Linked DNA regions of Sus scrofa: region 2 is linked to region 1. Evidence: chromatin contacts called from public Hi-C data. All regions are on one chromosome and are shown on one strand. The core of a region is the stretch at or near the end of the contact, and the rest is flanking DNA. Distances in the headings are between cores, read along the strand shown. Region 1 holds the start of HELZ (probable helicase with zinc finger domain). Region 2 has its middle 37 kb from the start of HELZ.

Evidence for each region. A called contact is a pair of places that touch in the nucleus more often than the background predicts.
Region 2: a contact with region 1 is called in a Hi-C map of liver, with 2.4 times the contacts expected there. The contact joins the enhancer-like site here to the promoter of HELZ in region 1. A contact is called at or near these places in 1 of 5 promoter capture datasets (liver), 18 of 47 Hi-C or Micro-C datasets (alveolar macrophages, embryonic fibroblasts, epiblast stem cells and 10 more) and 2 of 2 datasets of contacts at active chromatin or transcription factors (alveolar macrophages and skeletal muscle).

Annotation. Positions count from the first base shown.
Region 1 is chr12:13,652,425-13,659,435 of Sscrofa11.1, forward strand. HELZ (probable helicase with zinc finger domain) reads right to left here and starts at 2,555. Exons shown (of 34, transcript XM_021066750.1): 1 at 2,459-2,555; 2 at 1,082-1,137. It overlaps LOC102161720 (a long non-coding RNA gene), which reads left to right and starts at 2,669. Exons shown (of 2, transcript XR_001299812.2): 1 at 2,669-3,348.
Region 2 is chr12:13,688,337-13,695,347 of Sscrofa11.1, forward strand. No RefSeq gene overlaps it. Among named protein-coding and RNA genes, the nearest start is that of HELZ, 37 kb to the left of the region's middle. Within about 2 kb of position 3,920, at least 41 of the 83 cell types and tissues checked have an H3K27ac peak or open chromatin away from gene starts, as enhancers often do. A contact at or near this core is called in alveolar macrophages, epiblast stem cells, fetal liver and 6 more, where this site is marked.

The sequences.
Region 1 (7,011 bases), core at 1,305-3,804:
TAAAAATCCATATTTGTTCTTCTGACAAGAAAAAAATTAAAATATGTGATACACACAAGCACCGTTGAGTTTCAAACACAGGCAAATGTGGTGTGTGCACTTACAAAAGGATCTTGGTTTGTGTCCCCTTTCCTCTCCCAAGTTTTTTTTTTAAGGCAAAAATATCAATTGTATGCCTCAATCTGGAAAAAATAAAACAAATGTGTGATAGAAATGAAAAGTTTGTAAGTGGATTTCAAAATACAAAGGCTGCCCAGATGTGTTAAATAAAAAAAAAAAAAAAAAGACTTACATTCTCTCAATAAACCATAGTAAAATATTTTCAAAGTTGAGAAAATTGTTTGTGAAAAATGTAAAATTAGCAAAGCTCTCTCCTTCTCCCCAGTAGGGAACACTAACTGTGCACTGACACTATACCAATAACATCCTATAAATTCAAAGCCTTTAAGTAAGATTAAATAAAGCAACACTTTGAATTCACACACTACACGTGACCAGAAAATAATGACAAACCAGTCTTATCCCTAATTGGCTAACCAAAACACAACACTACCATTTTTATTTCAAAATAATTATGAGAGAGACAAGTACTATTCCATTTTACAGAAAATAGAAGCAAGATGTGCATAAGGTAATTCTTTCCAGTGGAAAGGGTGTACTTTACAGGAGTTCTATAAACTTCGAACAGACAACATCCACATACACAATCACTAACACTCAATGCAGAGTAAGCGATGGACACCAAAACAAAGATAAAATTAAGACATTCAATTAAAGTTACAAAAGGAAATTTAAATAGGCAAACTATAATTACCCCTGGTGAAGATACAGATCAAGGATGGCTGCGAATAACATCTGACTCTGGATAAGCCCCACTATGGTTGAGAATGTTGAAGTCACTGAAGTTTGATACACTTGACACAGTTTGCCTTCCTAAACCTACTCCTGCCTCTACACCCTCTAAGTCAGTGATTTGGAACTAAAGATGGCCCCATCACATTACGGAGTCTCGGTCTCACCCTTAGGACTTGATTAAAATAAAGAAGAAAAAAAGGTAAATCATTTTTAACCGCAGTCTCACCTTACACATCTCACCAGCACTGTAGTTCTTTAGTGATCAATTACTTCATCCAATTCCTGAGGCAAATAGAAAAAGTAAAATGTGTCTATACAACACCAGTAACAGACATGCTAGGTAGCAAATATTTTATCAGCTTGAAGTGAAAGAGCACCTAAATTTCAAATGGAAAAAGTTACCAAAACGGTACAGTATGCAGCTTTGTAAGTGAGTCTGTTTGTTTTACTTTAAAATAAAAACATTTCCTCTCTGTGTGATAAAATAGATTATAAAATGCTCTTCAAATCCAAAAACATAAAAAGTCATCTCTAGTCATCTCTTAAACAGCACTGACTGACTTGACTTTCAAAAAAACAAAAGAAGAAATGAAGAAGAAATTCATTAACATGAGTTTAAGAGAGGGTAAAATTAAGAACAAACTAGCCAGGACAACTTATTCATCCCCCACTCCCTCCCCGCCCCCAGCTCTAGGAATCCACTGTTTCTGGATTTATACATATTATATTAATGATTTGCCTGAAAAGTGTAAGTGCTAAGGGAGAAGGATAACGATTTTGAGTTTCAAACAAAACCTGAGGATCTCAACCCAAGAAGAATCCTAAGATGCTGATTTCCAGTCCTAGCTGGAGGATTCTCAACAGGGGAGGGTGTAGCAGACTCCAATAATTTGGGGGGAGAAGAATCAAAGTTCCCTAGATAAAAATGCAGGCCCTTAGCTCTGGAAAAGGGGAGTCTTCAAGGAATCTCCAGGAAAGGAGAGTCTGTTTTTATTTTTGTTGATGTGTTTATGGGCCAATGAGAATTTCCGAGGAGGGGGCGGAGAAAGGGGTGAAGAAAGTGAAGCTGGGGCAAGAGCCCTCCGCGGGGGAGGGGGCGCACTCCTGACCCACTTTTGCCGACGCCCACCCTCCGGCCCCCGCCCCCACCTCGAGTAGAAGTCCGAACCCCGAGGGGGCAATCGAGCGGGGCGTGGGAGGCCCGCACGCTCCCCACCCCCAGCCGCGACCCGGAGGAGGGGAGCGTGCGAGGAGGCTCGACTCCCCCTCCCGAAGTGCCTGGGGCTGGACGAACCTCCCGCAGGCTCGCGGCCCGGGTCTGCGAGGTCCCCTTCACCGCCTGGGTCGAGGGCGCCGCGGCCCCCAGCGGAGGGGAAGGGGACCGAGGAGGGGAAGAAGCTGTAAACAGCCCCAGCGTCCGGGCCTCGCCTCGAAGAGCCCCGCTTCCCAGGCCCCGCCGCGGGCCGCCTGGGCCCCCGGCCCGCCCCGGGGCCGCCCCTCCCGGGAGCCCGGGGACCGTAGGGGTGTCCAGTCCCCTCCCCGGAGGGCTCCGGCAGCTCGCGGAGCGGTCCCAGCGGCAGAGAAGGGGGAAGTCAGGACTTACCTGTCATTACTTTCTACGCCATCTTGGATCCACTTGTCAACGTCCCCACAAAGCATTATGGGTAAGAAAGAGCCTTTAAAGTGACTCCCCCCCTCGGCCCCCGACTCCCGCCTCCCGCCGCCGGCGCCGCCCCTCCAGCCTCACCTCCCGCCCGGAAAGTTGCCCCGGGTGGCGGGCCAGCCCCGACGCCCGCAGCCCGCCCCCCCTCCCCGCTCCCGACCGTTTGCATTTACAATTCACCCCCTTTTTTAAAAACGTGGCTTTAGGTCTTACCGGTTGCTTCTGCCCCTGGCCTCCCTTCCCCCCGCCCCTCGCCTCCACGCCTGTTCCCTTTGCCCCGCCGCCCTCCTGTCCTGGCAGACACCCCACGTCTGCATTTAATCAGCCCGAGGTTTCCCTGCTGCTGCCAGCAAAGAGCTGCTCATTGATTTATTTATGCGCATTTATGCGTCTGTTATTGCTCTAGATCCTTGGTGCCCGGCGGCGGGCTTCTGCTTCCTGCCCCCGGGAAGCCTAGGGTTGCCCTCCGGGCCCCGGAGCCCGGCAGCCCTTGCAGCTCAGCCTGCACTCTGACTGCGGCCTCCGCGAACGGAAAGGTGCCTCTGCCCGGCCAAACCGCTCCGGGGCTGTCGGGCTCCGGGATCTGGGCGGACACTGTGTCCCCGAGTCAACCGGCATCGCAGCGTGTTGGGGAGGGGGAGGGGGATACTAAGCTAAATGCAACTTTTACCGCTGTTTACTCTCCCTTCCGCTGTCTCCTCCCCTGGACCAGTAACGCGATCCATAACCCTCTAGGTGGGGACCCCTCCCCTAGGAATGTGGCTTTGGGCTCTGCCGAATCCACCCTTTTACAGTCCGGACTGCGTGCGAACTGGGACTTCCCGGGGCAGGTAACTTGGGGTGCAGGCTGAGGGCGTTGGCTGGGACGCGGAAGCCACCCCGGCTTGGGAGAGGGTCCCGGAGGGGGGCTGGGGCCGGGAGGAGAGTGCGTCCGCTCCAGTCCACCTGCCGGGTCTTAGCTGGGCGGCGAGCTCAGGCGATGGGGAGAGAGGAGGACTGCGGGCGCCACTCCCGCCCAAGGCTTGTTGGGGGATGCTCAAGAGTTGCCTGTCTGCGACAGGATACATTGGAAGTAGGCGGCGCTGAGACGCCAGCCCGGGGACCCAGGCGAGCGACCCCGTAGCCCTTGCGCGCCGCCTGAGCCTCTGCTGCGGCGGGTTAGCTCATTGCAGGGGAGCTGAGCTCTCTCCCCCATTACTCGTTGCCCGCTTGTGTTTGCGCGGGCGAGCACATCACTGGCCCGCCCCCCTAGCGCCCGGGTCCCCTTGCCCCTGGAGCAGGTTTCTCAGTCCTCGGCGCTTTCACTTCCCATTGCCTTTGATCTCTGCTTTGCAAACTTTGGGGGCCTGCTGTGGTTGCTTCTACCCCCCCCTCCACACACACACCTCCCCAAGCAAATTTCTACCATGAGGTGTCCAAGGGAGAATCCTCCAGGACCTCAGGAATTGCGAAATTGAATTGTGTATAAAATGCTGTTGAAAGGTTCTGAAATTAGAAGAAAGCACGGGCATTAAAACCCCCCTGGGGTGCCTGGAGAGAGTCTGGGGCCTTGGGGTCCACACAGGGGTTTTACCCTCCTCCAGACCCTAGGAGAAGCCTCTCTCGAGGAACCTGGACGATTGCTGACATAAGCCCTGCCCCCGGGGAGCTAAAAATTCCACCAGGCAATTGTCCCGGCCAAATGAGAAGAGTGGGGTGTAGACTCATTAAGGGATTGGCCCGGGGTCAGCGGTGAGGGAGAGAGCGAGGTAATGAGTCACTCAAGGCTGGCCGGGAACGTAGCGTGCCGGGAGGGACCTCCCCTGAGTCACCCGTTTCTCTGAACTCGGAATGAGTTGGGAAACTGGAGCCTGGAGCCAGGTTCTTAGACAATCCAATGAACTGCAGGCCATGGGCTTGGGCTGGGGCGGGTAGCGCTGCTCAGGACCCTTCTGCCTGATGCCCACTGGAAAACAGGCTCCCAAGTCTCTCCTTTGCAGGGTAGCCAGTTGCTGTTTCCAGTCCCTTTTCTGCACCTAGTTAGCCACGCCTGTGCACTGATTTATTGGTTGCTTTGTGTTTACATGGCACCTTTATGTGTGTGGTCTGAGTTTCACATAATTCAACACTAAGTAAGCTGAGGGCAAGGACCGTGTCTCCCCGAGGTACCTTTCTTGGCCTTATATAGGCCTGGACCCAAAGCAGAGCTTGATATATTTGACTGCTTGCCCCATTCACTCATCTAATCCAAGGTGCATCCTGGTCCATCCTTGTCCAAGTCACCACCTATGGCCTGTGCCAGAAAACCTTCCTGAAGTTCCCGCAGTGGCTCAGCAGAAACAAACCCAGCTAGTATCCATGAGGACAGATGCAGGTTCCATCCCTGGCCTCGCTCAGTGGGTTAAGGATCCAGCGTTGCTGTGAGCTGTGATGTGGGGCACAGACGCAGCTCGGATCTGGCCTTGCTGTGGTTGTGGTGTAGGCCAGCGGCTACAGCTCTAATTCAAGCCCTAGCCTGGAAACCTCCCTATGGCCTTATGCTGCGAATGCGGCCCTAAAAAGACAAAAAAAGAAAGAAAATCCTCGCAACTCTTCCCCTAGCACCGCTCTAACCCCCTATAGTCTATTTTCCGTCTGATCAACCCGGGCGAGGTCTGTGAAATGTTAACTCTATCGCGTGACTCCTCTGCTTAACCCCACTGCATGGGACCTCATCACATTTCGAATAAAACCAAATTCCCAACCATAGCCCAGAAGGTCGTGTGTGAGTGGCTCCTGTATCACCACCATCGTCGACACACTGGTCTTCTACCGTCCCCTGCAGCACCAGAAGCTTCCTCCAGCCAGATCCTTGTCCCTCCCTGCCCCCCATCTGATGGTCATCACCTTTTTAGCACACAGGTCTCTGCTCAGATGTCACCTTCTGGAAGAGAATTTTCATGATCCCCATAACCAAAGTGGGTCATTCTCTATTCTTTCACTCTGAGTTAGAAATGTACTTGGAGTTCCCATCGTGGTTCAGTGGCTGAAGAATCCAACTAGGAACCATGAGGTTGCGGTTTGATCCCTGGCCTTGCTCAGTGGGTTAACGATCTGGCGTTGCCGTGAGCTGTGGTGTAGGTCGCAGACGAGGCTCAGATCTTGGCATTGCTGTGGCTCTGGCATAGGCTGGTGGCTGCAGCTCCAATTAGACCCCTAGCCTGGGAACCTCCATATGCCATGGCTGCAGCCCTAGAAAAAGAAAAGACAAAAAAAAAAAAGAAAGAAAGAAATATTCTTGTTTATCTATTTGGGTTGTTTATTTTTTGCACCACCACCCCCTTGCTTGTAAGCTCTGTAAGGACACATCCTACCTGGCTTGTTCGCACAGTGCCTAGACCAGGGCCTGGCGCACATACAAACTTTCAGCCCATCCTTGTTGAATGAATGACCAGACCGTTGTGAGAGTGCGGGGTAGCAGTGAACATGTGCAGAAGCATCTCATTAGACCATCGGGATCGTACCAGCTAGAGGCAGGCCCTTTGCCCACCATGAATGATGACCAAGACTCTATTCTGATTCTACTGGGATGAACCACAGCCTCGAATAATTCTCCAGTCACCTCCGCCTTCCTTCCCTCATTTTTTCTCCCCAACCCCTTCAATGGCCACACCTTACTCTTTTCAGCCCTTAGGCTCAGTTTTGGGGTCTCATTCAACTACACCACTCCCCCCTTCTCTTTCCGTCTCAAGGGTGTAAATCCCATCTTTACCCTGAGAAAAGACTCTAAACCTGCAGCTTAAGTCCAGAGCTTTCTCTTGAGCCTCCGACTCTTATCCAACAACTTCTTACCATCACCACTTGAAACTCACAGACATCTCAAACTTACCATGTCCAGAACTGAATTCTTGACCTCCCCCCACAAATATGCTCCACCCCAGTCCTCCCTGGCTCCGTCATTGGCAACTCCATTATTTAAATTGCTCAGCCACAGTCACTCCTGTCTCTTTCACAAACTCCACCTTCAATCCACCTGCAAATCTTGCTTTGCCTTCAAAAATGTATCCAGGATCTGACCATCTCTCACCACCTCTGTTGTTGCAACTCTGGTCCAATGCACTTTCGTCTCCTCCCCTTTGCCCTCATTTGTGTGTTCTCAACATAGCCGCCACGCTGGTCCTGATAAAGTGCAGATCAAATCCTCTCTCGCCTCTGCTCACAACCCTCTGACTTCTACTCATCTCATTCAGAGAAACCGGAGTCCCACTAATACAACTGTGACCTGACTTCATTTCCTACCTCCCTCCCCCTGTAGCCGAATGGCTTACTCCTCCGCTTCCTTCAAGCTTTGCTCTTCACAGTGTGCCCCTCTCTCACCATTCTGTTTAAAATTCCAGGGAATGACCTTGTGGCCATTGTCACTGCAGTGGCCTGGGTCGCTGCTGTGGTGCAGGTTCATTTCCTGGCCCAGGAACTTCCACATGCCACAGGCGTGGCCAAAAAAAATTTTCAATATTCCCATGTGCATATGCACG
Region 2 (7,011 bases), core at 2,670-5,169, 37 kb after region 1:
GAGCCGCGATGGAACCCCTGCAAACGTTTTCATTCACCGTCACTTATTCTTTACAACTGAGTCAGCTGGGAAGGGACAGCTCATTTATTTGCATGAAAGCAGGAGAGACCTGGGCCCTAAGCTCTTTTATACCAGGACAGAAACAAAATCAAAGGTTGGAACTCTCTCCACACACACACACACACACACACACACACACACACACACACACACACACACACAGAGTATCAGGAAACAGCCTGTCCATTTTGGCGGCAGAGGCAGGGGTTTTGGTTTCCTTGGCTTCTGAGCTGTTCTTGGAGCTGGGCCATCAAGGGAAACTGAGCAAGTATATGGGTCCGTCGAACTTGGGCGGGATCCATCAAGGACACAAAAAGCAGACTATGCAGCCCTCTCCCCCACGGGGAGCAGACAAAAGTATCGTTGATGTTGAAGCTGTGGAAAGCTTCAGAAGGCCCCGTGGGAGGAAGCTTGGCATGAGCAGGCAAACAGCTCAGACTGACGCTGGAAGGGAGCACCAGGCTGGGGTAAGATCCAGGCCTCTGTCACTCTCGACGGCGGAAACCCTGGGCTTTCTCAGCGAGGGAAAGAGAGAGGCAGCCTGTCTCCGCAGGCTCTGTCTGCTCGCTTTCCCTAACGTCTGAGCAGCTCTCTCAAAAGGGCAATACCCGTGGCAAAAAGGCTCATGATGCAACCTTCAAAGAAAAAGTCAAGTTAAAAAGATTACATGTATATATATATATATATATATATATAATTATATCTATATAGTATGTGATAGATTATAAATATATATATATATCATCTATGATTAGTTTTTTTTTCTTTTGTTTCTATTTTTTGAGCCGCCCCACAGCATATGGAGTTCTCAGGCCATGGAGCAGATCAGAGCTGCAGTTGCAACCTAAGCTGAACCTGTGGCCACGGTGGGTCCTCAACACACTGTGACGGGCCAGGGATCGAACCTGCATCCCAGGGTTCCCAGGACGCCAATCGCCCTGTTGCACCACAGCGGGAACTCTTCTCTCATCTATGGTTGTTTTTTTGTTTTTGCTTTTTATGGCTGCTCCCTCGGCACATGGAGGTTCCCAGGCTAAGGCTCTAATCGGAGCTATACCTGCTGGCCTACGGCAGAGCCACAGCAAAGCCAGATCCGAGCTGCGTCTTCGACCTACACCACAGCTCATGGCAACGTTGGATCCTTAACCCAGTGATCGAGGCCAGGGATCGAACCTGTGTCCTCATGGATAGTAGTCAGATTCATTTCTGCTGAGCTACGATGAGAACTCCTCATCTGTGTTTACAAAAATGTTTTCAAGCATGCATTGAAAAACAAGACCAGGAAGAAATAGGAGTTGCCTGGTGGCTCAGCAGATTAAGGATCTGGTGTTGTCACTTCTGTGGCATGGGTTCGATCCCTGGCCTGGGAACTTGGGCATGGCATGTGCGTGGCAAAAAAAAAAAAAAAAAAAAAGACCGCGTTGGGGGAAATACATTACAGTATTATCAGTGATGTTCTCCTGGTGGTTGGATAACAGGTAATTACTTATCTCTCATTCCCATTGCTTCTGTGTTTAAATTTTCCTGCAGCTAGAATGTGTGATTAGAGAGCCATAAACACATTCTGAACTCCATCAACCCAGGAGCCCCTCGCATGGGGGAAGGTGTGGGCTGCGGAAAAATGGGTGGGGAGCGCTCCTGGAAATATCTGGCGGTTGCAGCCCGCTTGCTGCTGAGGGGAAGAGGGAGCCTGAGGCCTCCCCGGCTCTGGTTCTCTCAGAGTGACACGGGTTTCCCTGCCTGCAGACCTCCTTCGCAAGACACATAGCAGCAGATGTGTTTCTCCCCCGGGAAAACGTCGCCCAAACTCCCAGAGCAGAATTCCTTCAGGCCCCTGCCCCCTGCCCCACGCCCCTCGCCTGGCATCCCAGGGAATGTTCCCACAGAGGCTCTCCCAGTTGGCAGTACTCAGATCTCCACCTCTTGACACTTCTGAGACGGTGACCCGGGTTGGGGGCGGTGGGGGGAGGGGGCTGGTTGGTTTCTGCTTCAATTCACACCCTCCTGCCCCCTTCAGCAGCCAGGCTGGGACCATGGGGCTCACACCAGCCACCACGGTGGAAAATGACATAGACACTTCGTCCTTTGGAAACATCTGGCCTGTTCCATGGAAGGAAAAACTGAGCTCATCCCAAGAAACAGGACAGAGCTGGGATGGTACAGTAATCTCTGGATTCCACAGAAATCCATGTCTTGGCTTTTTTTTTTTTTTTTTTTTAACTATCATTAGGATTTGTTTTTCAGGGTTGTTTTTTGTTTTTTGTTTTTTGGCTTTTTGGGGTAGCCCTTCATTTCCTAAAGAATGGATTTTCTTCACATAAACACTGTGGTGAAGCTGTTTCACAGTCACCTCAGAACAGCAGAATCATGGCCTCTTTATCACTTCAAGTAGCTTCCTCAGAACTCTTATCTTACAGCCGAGTGGGCTGGAGGGAGCCTTAGAAGGTGGCATTGAGAATATTCCAGTTGCTTGGGGGGGAATGGTCTAAGAGTCAAGAATAAGCGAGGAGAGGCGTTCCGTTGTGCCACAGCAGGTTAAGAACACGACTAGTACTCCTGAGCATGAGGGTTCCATCCCTGGCCTTGCTTAGTGGGTTAAGGATCTGGTGTTGCCGTGAGCTGCAGTGTAGGTCACAGATGTGGCTCGGATCTGGTGTTGCTGTGGCTGTGGTATAGGCTGGCAGCTGTAGCTCTGATTTGACCCCTAGCCTGGGAACCTCCATATGCCACAGGCGTGGCCCTGAAAAGCAAAATAAAAAATAAGCGAGGAGGTACAGGTGAGGCTGAATCTGAGTGAACCCTAGAAATGGGCCCTGGCCTTGGAGGGGTGTGTGGTGGGGAAAGCGAGGGCTGCTGCTTACCACCTCTGGGTGTAGCACATACAGGCTCGCGGGTGGGCTGCCCCCCCACGGCCTGCAAGCCCTGTACTTGCCCAGCCTCAAGAAAGAGCCCGGAGCCGCCAAGAGAGACATCCATGATGTAATGGATGGGGGACCTTACCCATCTGACGCAAAAGGATCCTGGGGCCACACCCCCACTCTGGACAGCAGACATCAGGCAGGACAGGCTGCCCCCAGGGGTGGGGGACGCAGTTAATAGAGGGAATGGATGTCAGGTTGGCTCATCAGTTTCCATGGAAACCAGCAGAGGCGCAAGCCCCCTCACCGCCCTTTTGATAAACTCTCACAGTGGAGGGAGTTCTGATCTAAAGATCGGCACACTCACTAGGTGGGGCAAATTTGTAGGCATCTACTGATTAGGTTCTGTGATTAAGAGGGATGGTCAGCCAGGTGAGGAGCTATAGGTCAGGCAGGGACTGGGGAGCAGGGAGCAAGAGAACGGCCATCTTGGGTGGCCTGACCACCCCCACCTCACCCACCCACACACACACACACACACACACACACCCAGCACAGACAGCCCCTCCCCCTCAACTGGGCGGGCAGGAGGTTGTCTGCTGAGGGGCAGGGACTGATAAAAGACCCGTGGAAGGAACGCCCCTTCCTGTCCAGGAGAAGCTCAGTGAGTCCGGCTCCCTGATTCCCCGCTGGGTTTGGGGAGTGGGATCACCAACCCTGGGCTTGGGTCTTGCCTTGCTGGGAAGGAAAACGTCCATCCTTCCGCCCCCTTGCCTCCTCCCTCTCCTTCCAGCCCCTGCCTCTCCTGCAGCCCCGGTTCATTGCGCCTGAGCTTGGCACCAAGGCTCTGGGCGATTCTGAAGCCCCAAAACGGAGCTGGCAGCTGTTTCCTGCTGTTTGAGAACCTACCCAGCCCAGGCCCAGCTTCGCCTTTGGAGACCAGGAGCGGCCGCGGAAGGGATTTCAGACCTTCTCTGTGACAACCAAGGTGGTGGGAGAGCCGGCCGGGACCCCAGAGCAGAGCTGCCCCCTAGTGGCTTCTAAGGGCCTGACTGGCTTCTTCAGGAAGTCTTGAGTTCCTTAAAAAAAAAAAAAAAAAAAAAAACTTGAAAAATATTGGAGGGAATACTTATGACCTTCTTTTCTCCCTCTTTTCCTGCATACCTCTAAGGAAGAGAAGGAGACAGGAAAAAAGAGAGAAGCAAGATGGGAGGGGTGCAGAAGCGACCCAGGGAATTTTTAACCTGTTTAGTAAATGTGAGGCAAAGTTAAATATTCCCCTAAAAGAACCATTCGATTACTTGATTTTTTTTTTTTTAATTTTGGTCATGCCCGTGGCATGTGGAACTTCCCAGGCCAGGGATGAAACCAGAACGACAGAAGCAACTTGAGCCACAGCAGTGGCAACACCAGGTCCTTAACCCACTGAGCCACCAGGGAACTCCTAGATTAACTGCCCTTTGACACTTCAAGTTTGGCCCCTTTTAGCAAACTAATTAGAAATCCAGCTTGGGAGTTCCCATTGTGGCTCAGCGGGTTACACTGTGTCTCAGTATCCCTGAGGATGTGGATTCGATCCCTGGCCCTGCTCAGTGGGTTAAGGATCTGGTATTGCTGTGGACACAGTGCGTAAGGCTGCAGGAAACGTTTGTGTCAAAGTCTCTGCCACTTCTGGCCCCCTGGTCCTCTTATATGTCTCTTAACCCAGAAGAGTAGAGAGCAGGTCTGCCTTTGCTATAGACCGTCATGTACAATCCCGGGAATTCAGTATTTTATCGTGAGGTTGATCACTAGGAAGATTTACAGATGGCTCAATTTAAAGTCAGTATAATCATGTGGAAAATACCAACTGTCTTAGCCTGGATTCCGCGGAAAACACAGCCTGAGGCCAAAGCTTACGTGCAACTAATGTATTAGAGAATGCGACGTCAGGGAGCAGGGGTGAGGGACCCAGGGAGCGAGGACCGCAGGAGGAAGGTGCATTCTTTTTTTTTCTCTGTGTCTCTCTTTTTTTTTAAGGGCCACACCTGCGGCATATGGAGGTTCCCAGGCTAGGGGTCGAATTGGAGCCACGGCAGCCGGCCTACACCACAGCCACAACAATGCCAGATCCAAGACTCATCTGTGACCTACACCACAGCTCAGGGCCACACCAGATCGCCAACCCACTGAGCACAGCCAGGGATTGAACCCGTATCCTCATGGATGCTAGTCGGGTTCTTAACTCACTGAGCTGCAACAGGAACTCTGGAAGATGCATCCTTAAACCTGCCAGGTGCTCAAAGTGGTTGGCTGCTGGACCCTGGGGGACTGTCCTCTATGAAGTCACATAACCAGCATCTTAGGACAGTATGTCAGGAGGGAAGCAACCGCACTTCCTTCTAGCTCCCTCTCTCTTCTCGCTCCCCCTCCTTGTCACTCACTAGCACGGGCTCATGTGAGGGACAAGCTAGGGTCCTGCTATGTCAGCGTGGAAGCCCTAGGGCAGGAGGAGAGACATGGAGAACCAGACCCCAGGGCAGGACATGGTGTGGCCGCATCAGCTTGAAATTATTTGCATTTACATAGAACTGATCAGCGCCTTGGTGGCTGGAAAAGTGACAGAGGAGGCCACAAAGTTCTCAGGTGGTGCATGCGTGGTATCTGACAGGTCATTCGAACTGGGACGTTAAAGAAGATAAGAAGCGAAATGTCATTGAGGCCTTATGTTTTTAAGAGAACAAGCCCATCGAGGTAGGGATTCAAGGATGTTTATAGCAGCTGTGTTTGTAACAGGAAAAAAAATCAAAATCAAGAACAAAAACTAAGGGAAGTCTGGAGTTCTCCTGTGGTGAAGGGGATTAAAGATCCGGTGTCGTCACTACAGTGGCATGGGTTCCATCCCTGGTCCAGGAACTTCCACAGGCCATGGGTGGCTTGCAAGCATGCAGGCAGATCTGAAAACGGATCAAAGGGTACACTTCAAATATGTAAGTTTATTGTATGTCAATAAAACTGTTAAAAACAATAAAAATTGAGGGTGGGGTGGGGGAAATGAGGCGATGTTGGTCAAAGGGTACACACTTTCAATTTTTAAGAAGAACAAGTTTTGGCATGGTAACAACTGTTAATGATACCTAATAATGGGTTATATACTTGAAATGTCCTAACATAGGTATTAAATAGTTTCAGTGCAGGGATTTCCCACTGTGGCTCAGCAGAAACGAAACTGACTAGGATCCATGAAGATGCAGGTTCAATCCCTGGCCTCACTCAGTGGGTTAAGGATTCAGCAAAAAAGACCAAATAGGGAGTTCCTGTCGTGGCGCAGTGGTTAACAAATCCGATTAGGAACCATGAGGTTGCGGGTTTGGTCCCTGCCTTTGCTTGGTGGGTTAACGATCCAGCGTTGCCGTGAGCTGTGGTGTAGGTTGCAGACGTGGCTCGGATCGCAAGTTGCTGTGACTCTGGCGTAGGCCGGTGGCTACAGCTCGGATTAGACCCCTAGCCTGGGAACCTCCATATGCCACTGGAGAAGCCCAAGAAATAGCAAAACAAACAAACAAACAAACAAACAACCAAATAAAAATATATATATATATATATATTATATTTTGGCTGCACCTTTGGCATGCGGAAATTCCCAGGCCGGGGATCAAATTTGTGCCATCATACCAACCAGAGCTACAGCAGTGACAATCCTGGATCCTTAACCTACTGTATCACAGGAGAATTCTCTATAAAAATAAGTTTTAAATTAAAAGTTAAGGAGTTCCCTTTGTGGCGCAGTGGAAATGAATCCGACAAGGAACCATGAGGTTGTGGGTTTGATCCCTGGCCTCACTCAGTGGGTTAAGGATCCGGCATTGCAGTGCGCTGTGATGTAGGGTGTAGGTCGCAGACGCAGCTCAAATCTGGGCATTGCTATGGTGTAGGCTGGTGGCTATAGCTCCGATTTGACCCCTAGCCTGGGAACCTCCATGTGCCGCAGGTGCGGCCCTAAAAAGACAAAAAGACCAAAAAAGAAAAGAAAAGAAAAGTTTTCTGGAAATAACCATTCAATCAAAGGGGGCTGATTGATAAATGATGGTGCTTAATACATTGAAAAAAATCT